Linked DNA regions of Sus scrofa: regions 1 and 3 are each linked to region 2. Evidence: chromatin contacts called from public HiChIP or PLAC-seq and promoter capture Hi-C data. All regions are on one chromosome and are shown on one strand. The core of a region is the stretch at or near the end of the contact, and the rest is flanking DNA. Distances in the headings are between cores, read along the strand shown. Region 1 holds the start of EBF2 (transcription factor COE2). Region 2 holds the start of KCTD9 (BTB/POZ domain-containing protein KCTD9). Region 3 holds the start of DOCK5 (dedicator of cytokinesis protein 5).

What was found. Promoter capture Hi-C pulls out the DNA fragments that hold promoters and counts their contacts. HiChIP or PLAC-seq counts read pairs in DNA pulled down with a chosen protein or histone mark.
Region 1: an H3K27ac HiChIP or PLAC-seq map of skeletal muscle shows a contact between it and region 2. The contact joins the promoter of EBF2 here to the promoter of KCTD9 in region 2. A contact is called at or near these places in 1 of 5 promoter capture datasets (liver) and 1 of 2 datasets of contacts at active chromatin or transcription factors (skeletal muscle).
Region 3: a contact with region 2 is called in a promoter capture Hi-C map of liver, with 6 times the contacts expected there. The contact joins the promoter of DOCK5 here to the promoter of KCTD9 in region 2. A contact is called at or near these places in 3 of 5 promoter capture datasets (fetal liver, fetal skeletal muscle and liver), 3 of 47 Hi-C or Micro-C datasets (embryonic fibroblasts, heart right ventricle and liver) and 1 of 2 datasets of contacts at active chromatin or transcription factors (skeletal muscle).

The regions. Positions count from the first base shown.
Region 1 is chr14:10,026,268-10,029,525 of Sscrofa11.1, forward strand. It overlaps EBF2 (transcription factor COE2), which reads right to left and starts at 1,307. Exons shown (of 16, transcript XM_001927186.7): 1 at 1-1,307.
Region 2 is chr14:9,515,951-9,519,124 of Sscrofa11.1, forward strand. It overlaps KCTD9 (BTB/POZ domain-containing protein KCTD9), which reads right to left and starts at 1,736. Exons shown (of 12, transcript XM_003132815.6): 1 at 1,465-1,736. The coding sequence starts at 1,512. It overlaps CDCA2 (cell division cycle-associated protein 2), which reads left to right and starts at 1,813. Exons shown (of 18, transcript XM_003132816.4): 1 at 1,813-2,726; 2 at 3,133-3,174. The coding sequence starts at 3,133.
Region 3 is chr14:9,195,841-9,198,881 of Sscrofa11.1, forward strand. DOCK5 (dedicator of cytokinesis protein 5) reads left to right here and starts at 1,440. Exons shown (of 52, transcript XM_021073736.1): 1 at 1,440-1,712. The coding sequence starts at 1,670.

The DNA of each region.
Region 1 (3,258 bases), core at 57-2,556, 510 kb after region 2:
GCCGGGCAGCTCGCGGTGCCTATTAAAAATCCTCCTGGCTGGGTGTTATTTTCTTGCTTCTCCTTTTGTATTCTGATCTGTGCATAGATCTGCTGATGAAATCTAGAACACCAGCGCGAAAACAGATTTGAAGACAATGAATGCAAATCTGTGCTCAAAGACCATCTGCCGTGGAGGAGACAAATCAGCTGTTCCTCAGTTCAAGCGACTGCGCCCGAGCCTCCCGGCCTCATTACCGAGAGGGCCTTGGCAAAAGCCTGTACCGCATTCAGAAGACTTTACCCCCACTTAGGACTCAAATTTGAGGGTGAATTGACTCCTAACCAGATCCCTTAGGTGTAGGTGAGCGCTCACAAATGAACTGCGAGAGTTTGCCGCTAGAGGACATAGCGCCTTGCAACTCGTTTGCCTGGGCAGACAGGAAGCTCGCGCTTTCAGAAGTGCGGCTCTCTTGAGAAAGGCACTGATCCGCGCCTCCACTCTACCCCTGGGGCAAACCGCTACCCGGCTGTGTGGGCGGATCGCGCTCAGGATGCTCAGGTCTTTACTTCGAGCTTCACTTGAAAACCGATGGGGAGGGGGAGAGAGTGTGTGGACCCTCGTTACAAAAACCCAGGTCCAGGGATCTAGGCTGCTGATGGCGGGCGGCTGGGGGGGTTGCGCAGAGAACGTGAAATCCCCGCCTCTGGGTTATGTCAGTTGTGGCACCCCAACTACAGGGCTCTCTGGCTTGGTCTTGTTGGGCAAGAGGGGCAGGGAAGGCTTGAAGAGCGATTGGGCAAAAAAAAAAAAAAAAAATGGAACAGGACTGCTGTAAAAGCCTAGTGAGACAGGAGTTGTCCAAAGAAGAAAGAAGGAGGGTGGGAGAAAAAATTGTACGATGAAACTCACTACCTTGTTTCAGCTAGGCAATTCTCTGTTACATGCATATTTTATGGATAATTTCGGCCCCTGCAAAAACTAAGCACCCAGACCCACTCTCTCATTTCACCTACATCCTCATCCTCAGTCTCTGCCCAACGGGCTCCTTGGTGGATAGTGTCGAACTGCCGGTGAACACCTCAAGATGTGTTAAGGAGCACTTCAACTCTGACCAGGAGAGGTACAGACCGCAGCCCCAAGGGGCCAAAGGCAGCGGTGGGCCCCGGCCTGGCCCATACCGTCTGCCCCCCTCGGGCCGTGTTGCCTGGGGTTAAAGGGCAGACCTAGGGTCGAGGTCACTAGCTCTTCCCTCTCGCAACAGCTGCCACCCAAATTATGCCCCTCAGGAAGCGAATGAATTGGTTCTTTCTCCTGGCTCCCTGCTGCCCGCCCCAAACCAGACGGCCGCGCACGGCGGGCGCCCCCCTCCTCACCTCCCAGAAACAAGTTCAGGGGCCGCGGTGCCCCGCCTGGAGACAGTTTTCAAAGCCATGGCCCCAAGGAACTAGGAGCTGGGGGTAGGAGGCCGACGCACCGCTTCTGGTCAACTGCTTTAGGGGCGCCCTCCCCGCCGCCGGGCCGGGCGATCTGGGCGAAAGGCAGCCTCGATGCTGCCGGCTCCGTGGGCTTCGAGCCGCAGACGCCAAAGTTCCCGCTAGGCTGGGACTGGGTTCCCCGGCTGGAACCTGGACGGGAGCAGAGGGGGCCAGAGGAGGGAGGAGCAGCTCTGGGCCCAGCAAGGCAGGGCTTTGGCCTTCAGAGAGCAGGGAGCGTTTCTGCCACCCGAGTTAGGTTCGATTAGATTTGTGCAGGTTTTGGAGAGGGGTGGGCGCAGCGTCGGCCACCCGCGCCGAGGAGGAGCGACGGTTAGCTATGGAGTGAGCGGTGGTGGCTTCGCCTGGAGGGTCTCTCGCATCTCCATCGCCTCCAGCTACCCCCGAACAAACCTTTTCGAACACACCACACAAAACCTTCCCAGAGCCGCGAGGGGGCCCAGCAGGCGCAGCTGCGGCCCGGGGAAGCCCGGCCCGGCAGGGGTGCGGAGCCTGCGCGGGCTTCCCGGGCTCCCGCCCGCCAGCTTCGTTCTACTCCTTGGCGGGGTGGAGAAAAATCGGAGATGAACATTATTAAAATTCCTCCCGACAATCTAGTTACACACAGCCGAGGTGGGGATGATGGTATTCCGTCTTTTACCCTGTCCCCTCCTTTGTTCACTCTTCCCAATGAACTCCCCCCCCCGAATTTTTACCCCCTCCCTTCATGTTTCACACCTGCACCTCAGGGCAAGATATGTTCGATTTCCTCCCGATTGGTTTGAAGGCCCGTTACCCAGTCTCGCTCGGTCCAGCCTCCTGGGCGCCACCTCTCTCCTCCGGGTCAGAGGTTCCGAGATTTTTCTTAGAAAAATCTCCGGGCCTAGTTCTCACCCAGCGTGACCCTGGGGTGAAATTGAAGGTGTGAGAACACCGCCCCCCGCCCCAGCCCCACAACCTGACCTTCACCCCCCACCCCCAGACACACAACGGCGCCTTCGCTGGGGTCTATGGAACCCGAAGAACGGAGCCTGCCTAGTACCCGGGGAATTAGATCCACAGGGACAGTCAGTCTGGGTTTTGTAAATGAAATAAGTAGCAGTCTCCTAAAGCCTCGCTTAGGGCGTGAATTTTCCAATTTGTTTGTTTTAGTTGGCACCTTTGCTTTTTATGTGTACAAGTAGAACTAGATTTGCTCGCCCTCTCAGAATCCTGAGGAATACTTAGCTCACAATGCCTCCTGAAATAATCCACTGACGCCCACTTCACATTTCAACTTTGCATCATTAAATATCCAACTCCACTAACTCCTACTCCAAATTTCTTACTGAAATTGAACTTGAATGCTCCATAAGTGAGGATTCCCTAGAGAAGGAGGGAAGGAAAAGAAACTACTCTAGTCACTAAAACGCTACAAATATTTCAAGAGGATTCTGCTATCCATACATAACAGAGCCCTTTCAGGACAATTTGGTAAGAATTTAGATTCTCTTCTTGATTTGTTCTTACCTCATGAAGGGGATTTGAGCTGGAACAACTATGGAAATACCGAGGCACCGGAAAATACTTTCTAATAGACACACAAGGTGATAGCCAGGCCAGTCCAAATGGACTGAGGGAGCCAGAGTTGGTTCTCTCCTATCACTCCACAACTCCAGAAAGTCTCTTCCTTCTCTCTCCTCTTTGTCTTCCTCTTCTTTTCTCTCCTGCTCCCTCTCCCCTCAGACCCCTTCAGAAATACCCTTCTATCCCATTCCCTTGTTCCAGGTACAGAGGGGCCAAGGGAGCTGAGGCAGAAAGGCAG
Region 2 (3,174 bases), core at 486-2,985:
ATTCAGTAGCTTCAGAAGAGATTTAGAGAATAGCTAAATATTTAGGACAGGGTCCAAACATCTTGTCTTTCATGGAATAACAGAGGAGAGATGTTGAATAAAAGGGTCAGAGGTCTATTTTTGAGAACAAATTACAAGTGTGACTTTAGAGATATTAAATCTTTCTTCTAGTAACAATACATATTTTAGATTACGAGTGGTAGTTATCAACAGACAAAATAGGTACCGACAAAGTTAATAATGGTCAGAAATAACATGAACCTGTGAAACCTATTTAAGGTAGCATTTATGAAAATGCAGGATCCTGAATTTATGCCAGTTGTTTTCATATGAGTATCAAACCTCTAAGACCAGAAGAACGCAAAACTGTAGCCAACAAACTAGGGTGTGGTTCAGATTTTTAGAGCACATTTACTCAAGCTTGAAGAGTAGTTGAAAAGCCCTTTATTTTTTTTTTCTTCACCTTGGCACAATGACAACATTTAAAAATTTATGTTCCCTAAATATGCAGGAAACAAAGCATTCTCGCAAATAAGACAGTGAGGGCAATCTACCTTCACCTCGGACGCTAAGGCTTAGTTATTTCTAAACGTCATTTAGCCACACCATAAATGTCTGCCTTGAACAGTCAAATTTTCCAAAGAAGCCGAGCAACTTTCATGGGTGGGGCAAGAGGCTGAGAAGGAACAGGATTCATTTTGGCTAGCTCCAGCGCTGCACAAATATTTAGCACCACACCCTCAACAAAGGCCTAACACAGCAAAGAGTAATGTCAAATCAACCCATTTTGGTCTATTGTCCCAGTCCTCTAAGGAAATGAAATTAGGTGGATTAATAAAGCGAGTACAGAAGTTTGGCGGCGGCGGAGCTGGGGTTCCTAAAAGAGGGGCGGGTTGGGGGGACCATCAGGAAAATGTCACTAATTTTCAATCCTTCTATTCGATCTGGGATTTACTTATCCACCGATAAAAAAGAGTTTAATTCTTTTCACCTGATTAATGTCCCATGCCTTAGTTGTTACCACCACTTTCTGGAGCAGACCATTACTCAGCACGAAGGTGGGAACCAGCGTTTTCGGGAGCCAGGGGTGGGGGGCAGCGGGGTATCGGGGGAGATGGGAAGAGGAATAGAAGTCTCCAGCGCTCAGGTGACAGCGGTCCTCTGTTCTCCAGGACCCCCACCTGGACTTAGGAACCATTAAGCACAAGCTGACCTGCGCTGGTCCCCATATCAGCTGGGGCGTCCAAGGGCAGACTCAGGCTAGGGATCCCCGAGGTTGAGAGGAGGCCGCGGGGACCCGACGCACACCTTCTCCAGGACACCCCCCAACCCCGGAGCACGCCCACCTCCCCGCTCCCAGCCCCTCTCCCCAACTTCAGCCCTCTGCCCTGCGAGCCCGCTCCGCACTCTGCTGCCCTCGCCCCCCGCAGACGGGCCCGCCTCGCCTCCTCCCGACCCCCTTACCTTTCCATTCTTGGGGCTGCCGTTAAGGAACAGGGTCACCCGCCTCATCGCGCTGCCCCCACTGGGTCCTGAGTGAGTCGCCACCCTCCCACCTGGCTCTCCTCCCACCTTTTTCTTCTCCCGCCCTTCCCCTCCCGCCACCCACTCGGACTCTCCTCCCTTCGCCACCTTCCTTCCCTTACAGACGCACACACACACAGGCACGCACTCTCCGTCCCACACCCCAAGGTTGGCCGGTCCTCCTTCCCACCCCGCCCCTGGGCTCCTCAGTCAGCCTGGGGCCCTTCCCCCACCTCTCCCAAACTGACTCTAAGCTTCGCCAATCATCCGGCCGCGCCGGCCAGAACTCAGCCAATCGTCGCGCTGCACTGGGCGGGCTCTTACTAACCCAACCCAGGTGGAAGGAGGGAACAGAGACTGCTGTCTAGCCTACGGAGAAGGGTTATCGGCCAATCAGAGCTGAACCAGGAGCCAAGCGGCGGCTCAAAGCGTTACTGAGCAGGCGCAAAGCCAAGACCAGGTAGAGCTCATCTGCATACAGAGGCGGAGGTTGATGGAAGGAGGCGGAGCGCTGAAAGCGAGCCACACCAGTCAGCGCCTTCCTATTGTAACCCCTCCCACTCTGTCAGCGCACACAGGAAACGGCTGCCGTCGAGACTGGCTGATTGGGTAAGAGCAGCCGACTGTTCTGTCAGGATTGGCCCAATGATTCTTTTCGAAGTTTGCAGCATCCAATCGGAAGAGCGGGAACTAAGCTACAAGCCATAACCGAAGGCTTCCTCCGCGAGACTCTCAAGAAAGTAGTCTCCACGGACGGAGGTCAATCGCTGGTTTCCCTGGTCACTGTGTCACTGCAGCTAGCGGTGATGTCCCTCCGAGCTCACGAAGCCACACCTGTTCCTGGGACGGCGAGGTGAAGACCTGGGAGCCTTCGGGGTGAGCGTGCACACGTGCGGATGGCGGCGGCGTAGAGATTCGCAGAGCAACGCCGGGACGACGAGGAGGCGGGGCTGGCGATTTGAATCGGGCGGCGGGCCGCGGCCGGGTGGAGGGGAGGGTTCAGGTTTACGCCGGCTCTGGGGATCCGAGCGTCGGCGGCGGGGGACGAGGTAGCCTCCTCGCTGCTGGTTTGGCGGCCGACAGTTGCTTTCTCGAGCGAACCCTTCAGGACCAAAGAGCCGAAGTCTAGAGCGCACGACACTCATCGGTGGAGCGCTCAAAATAAACCCGACCGGAGGAGAGCGGAGCTGCGGGCGCGAAAGGTAGGCGAGTGGCCTGGGTGGGATTTCAGGGACGGTGCTACCGCAGAGATGTTTTTTTTTGGCATGTTTCTCAGAGGTGTGTTCTTCTGGATCACCCCTTTGCTTTTTAAAGTGCAGATTTCCCGGGCCCAGCCAGATCTTCTGAATTAGAATTTTTGAGAATCTGCAAAGCTGCATTTCTAATAGGGTGCCCAGTTCAATTCTGATGTTCGCTAAGGTTTAAAAGCCTTGCTTTATAGTATGAGATCCGCTTTGTTTCCCACATTTCGCTTTAATTTAAGCTCCAAAAGTTGTCTCTTGTCATCTGCCTGTATAGATTGTATTAGAATTAAATCTTGAAAGAGGATCTTGATCAAATCACATTTATCTTGGAGGTGGGGCTCTTTTTCTTTCATCTCTTTTTCAGATGGATGCTAGTTCGAAAGACAGCGAGCCCCTTGAAACCAAG
Region 3 (3,041 bases), core at 190-2,689, 320 kb before region 2:
CACACCATATACCCCTGTGTGCATACCCAATCCCAAACCCTTAAGTCTACAGGGACCAGTTTCTTAAACCATCATTACACTTGATGAATAAATACCTATTTGTTGATGGAGAAGAAAGGAAGCCCTAGGAATGACGCACCATGAACAAGACCTTTAAAAAAAATTCAGAACTGACTTTGCGAGAAGTGACCAAAGGTAAAATGCACTAAGTCTTCAATGATATTTCACTGTTCAACTACATGTTTATTTCATTTCGTTTCCTTTCATGTTCCAGATAGGCAAGAAAACCTTCACAGACTGCAAGAACCAAACAATTTATTTCAAGAGGCATGTTCTCAGATGGTGAACTTAAATCAGCTGGTCAGTTACTCTGAGATTTTACTTCTCTGGGCCAGGTAGCAAGCGCCCCACCTCCACCTGGATTCAGAGCCTATCTTCTTCATTCTCGAGGTCCACAGGAGGAAGTGAGTTCCAGAAGTTTCAGAGGATACAAAAGGAGTTAAGGGCAGGTCAGATGAACAGTCCCTGCATTTGCCTCTTTGTCCAAACAATACAGCCAGTGAATGCACGTGCCTGATCCTCCTCTCCTCAGGGATGCTCAACAGCTGGGCTGTTGGAAAAGTGAAGTCTTGGGGCGGACTGTTGCCTTGAGCATGAGGGTCTGAATTTCTTCAGCTGGGTCTCAATATCTTCAGCTGGGGAGGAGTCTCGGTGTTTCCGGGGCACAGGATTTCCAAGTCGGGGCTTTCTAACTAATTTTTCCCACAGAGGCACCCCTAGGAAACTACTTGATACGAAGGAGTCCGGCTCCCTTGCATCAGTTCTCTATTTACCAGAAGGCAAATGTTCCGGCTTTGAAGGCAATAAACGGTGGCCCCAGGAGATCATGTCTGCTCTGGAGTCCGGCTTCCTGCTCTCGTGGTGTCAGGGAAAGCTCTAGGAGGTGAACGCAGCAGTCAACTGCTCATTCATTCAACAAATATTTACTGCGCTCCCGCTGAGTACCGGGCACCGTCGGTGCCCCGAGGGCGAGAAGCAACTCATCCTAGATCCTAGTTCCTATTAACTCATCCTAGGTCCCCTAGATGCTCAGGCGTGCGGGGGGAGCGGACCCCACACTCCTTGGGAGAGCCTCCAGCGCAGCCCTCCCGACGCCCGCGGCGGGGAACCCGCCCCCCGGGATCCAGCCTCCCGGGCTTAGTCCGGGTGGGGAAGGCGGGAGTGAAAAAGCAAAACACAGAAAGGAAAAAACTGGACCCCAGGCTGTGCTGGGAAACTGCTCCCGGGAAGTGCGCTAGGCGGAGCCGGCCCCGGCCCGGGAGAGCGCGGAGCCCGGGGCGGGCGGGAGAGGCCGGGAGCCGGCGGGTCGGGGCGCGGAGGCGGCCTCGGCGGGAGGAGGGCGCGGCCGGCGGGAGGGGCCGGGGCGGCGCCGGGAGGGACGCGCACGGCGGCGCGGCCGCCTGGCCCAGCAGGTGACCGCGGGCCGGGGCTGGAGCCGGAGCGGATAGCCGGCGGCGCGGCGGGGAGACGGCGCGCGGGGCCGGGCGAAGTTTGCCGGAACATGGCGGAAGAGCCTGGGGCGCGCAGGAGCGCGGCGCGGCGGCGTCCGGAGCCCCGGGAGTTGTAGCCGCCGTAGCCGCAGCAGCCGCCGCGGGGCGAGGTCGCCGCCATGGCCCGTTGGATCCCGACCAAGAGGCAGAAGTACGGGGTTGGTGAGTGTTTGCCCCACCCTGCCCCCGACCCGGCCGCCGCCAAGTTAGCGCGAGCGGCCCTGCCCGGCGAAAAGTTGGGCGGCGGACGCCGGGCCAGAAGGTGCGCGCCTTCCCGGGACCGGGATCCGGCTCCCGCTGCCCGCGGGGGCGCGGGGAGGGCTCTGCTCCGGCTGCAGCCACCCCGGGGGCGGTGGGAGTCGGAACCCTCCCCGGGAGCCCCGTGTGGGAATTCATGCTGGCTTTGGGGGATCCGTATGGTTAAAAGGCAATCGTGCTCCGGAACTGGCAGTCCTGTCCCCCGAACCCAAAGCTGCAGCACTTTGCAGGGCAGAAACGTGCAAAACCCGGGCACCCAGTTCTGGTGCTCGTCCCCCTCCTCCCGGGCCGTGTGGTTTCATTCAGTACTTTGTAACCAGCGGAGGCCGGCAGAACGCGAGATCTGCTGGCTGCCCCAGTGCTTTCTGCCTTCCCTCTTAGGTTCTCTCGGAAGCCCGAAGTGAGGTGCTGGGGGTGGGCAGCCGCCCTCCTCTCCTTCCTCCCAGGCACTCCGATCCTGAGAGCAGTTGTTAACTGAACGCGAAACTCTAGGGGTGGTGTGGTGGTGATGGAAACGGCAGGAAGTGTGTGGCTTGGGAACGGGGGTGGCTGGCCCCCGGGGCTGGTTGTGCAGATACTCGTCCCCTACCAGAGTGTGTGTGGAGAGGGTTTCAGAACTGCCTTGTGATTCCCGATTCCGCTGTGGGATAAGACGAAGCCTTAGGAAAACTGTGACAGGTCCCGGGCTAGGCACTTGGCATTCATTACAGCGGTGCTGGAAGGCCCCGGGACGTGCAGAGGATTGATTGCTTTTCTGTTAGTTTCGATCCGAAACAGCGGCTGGGCGGGGTTTTGAACCAGGTGAAAAACCTTGGTCCTTCCACTAGTTAGCGAGGAATGAGGTTGCTAAGGTCTTGTGGGAGAGAGCTCTGCCTTTAGCCGGGCGATTACAATGGCCGTTAGGCTTGGGTGAGATTCCCTAGGATAAACACAGTTGTGTGGGTTGAGACTTTTATCACTTCCTCTCCAGGTCATTCATTGGGCTTGTTTGTAATTTAGTCGTCTGCTCCTCTCCCATGCTGCCCCCATTTTTTTTTTTTCTCACCTTAGTGGTTACTGGGGAGGGGGTCCCTAAACCTATTCTATGCTTCGTGACCACTGTGTCAGTTTCAGAGATACTAGCATCTCTAGGTACTTTTTAACTCTGTATCCCTGAGTCAGTTACAAAAAACCAACTAACCCTCTCATATGTATTACTTTTGGATTGTGTTCCTTTATAAATAAGCAGATATG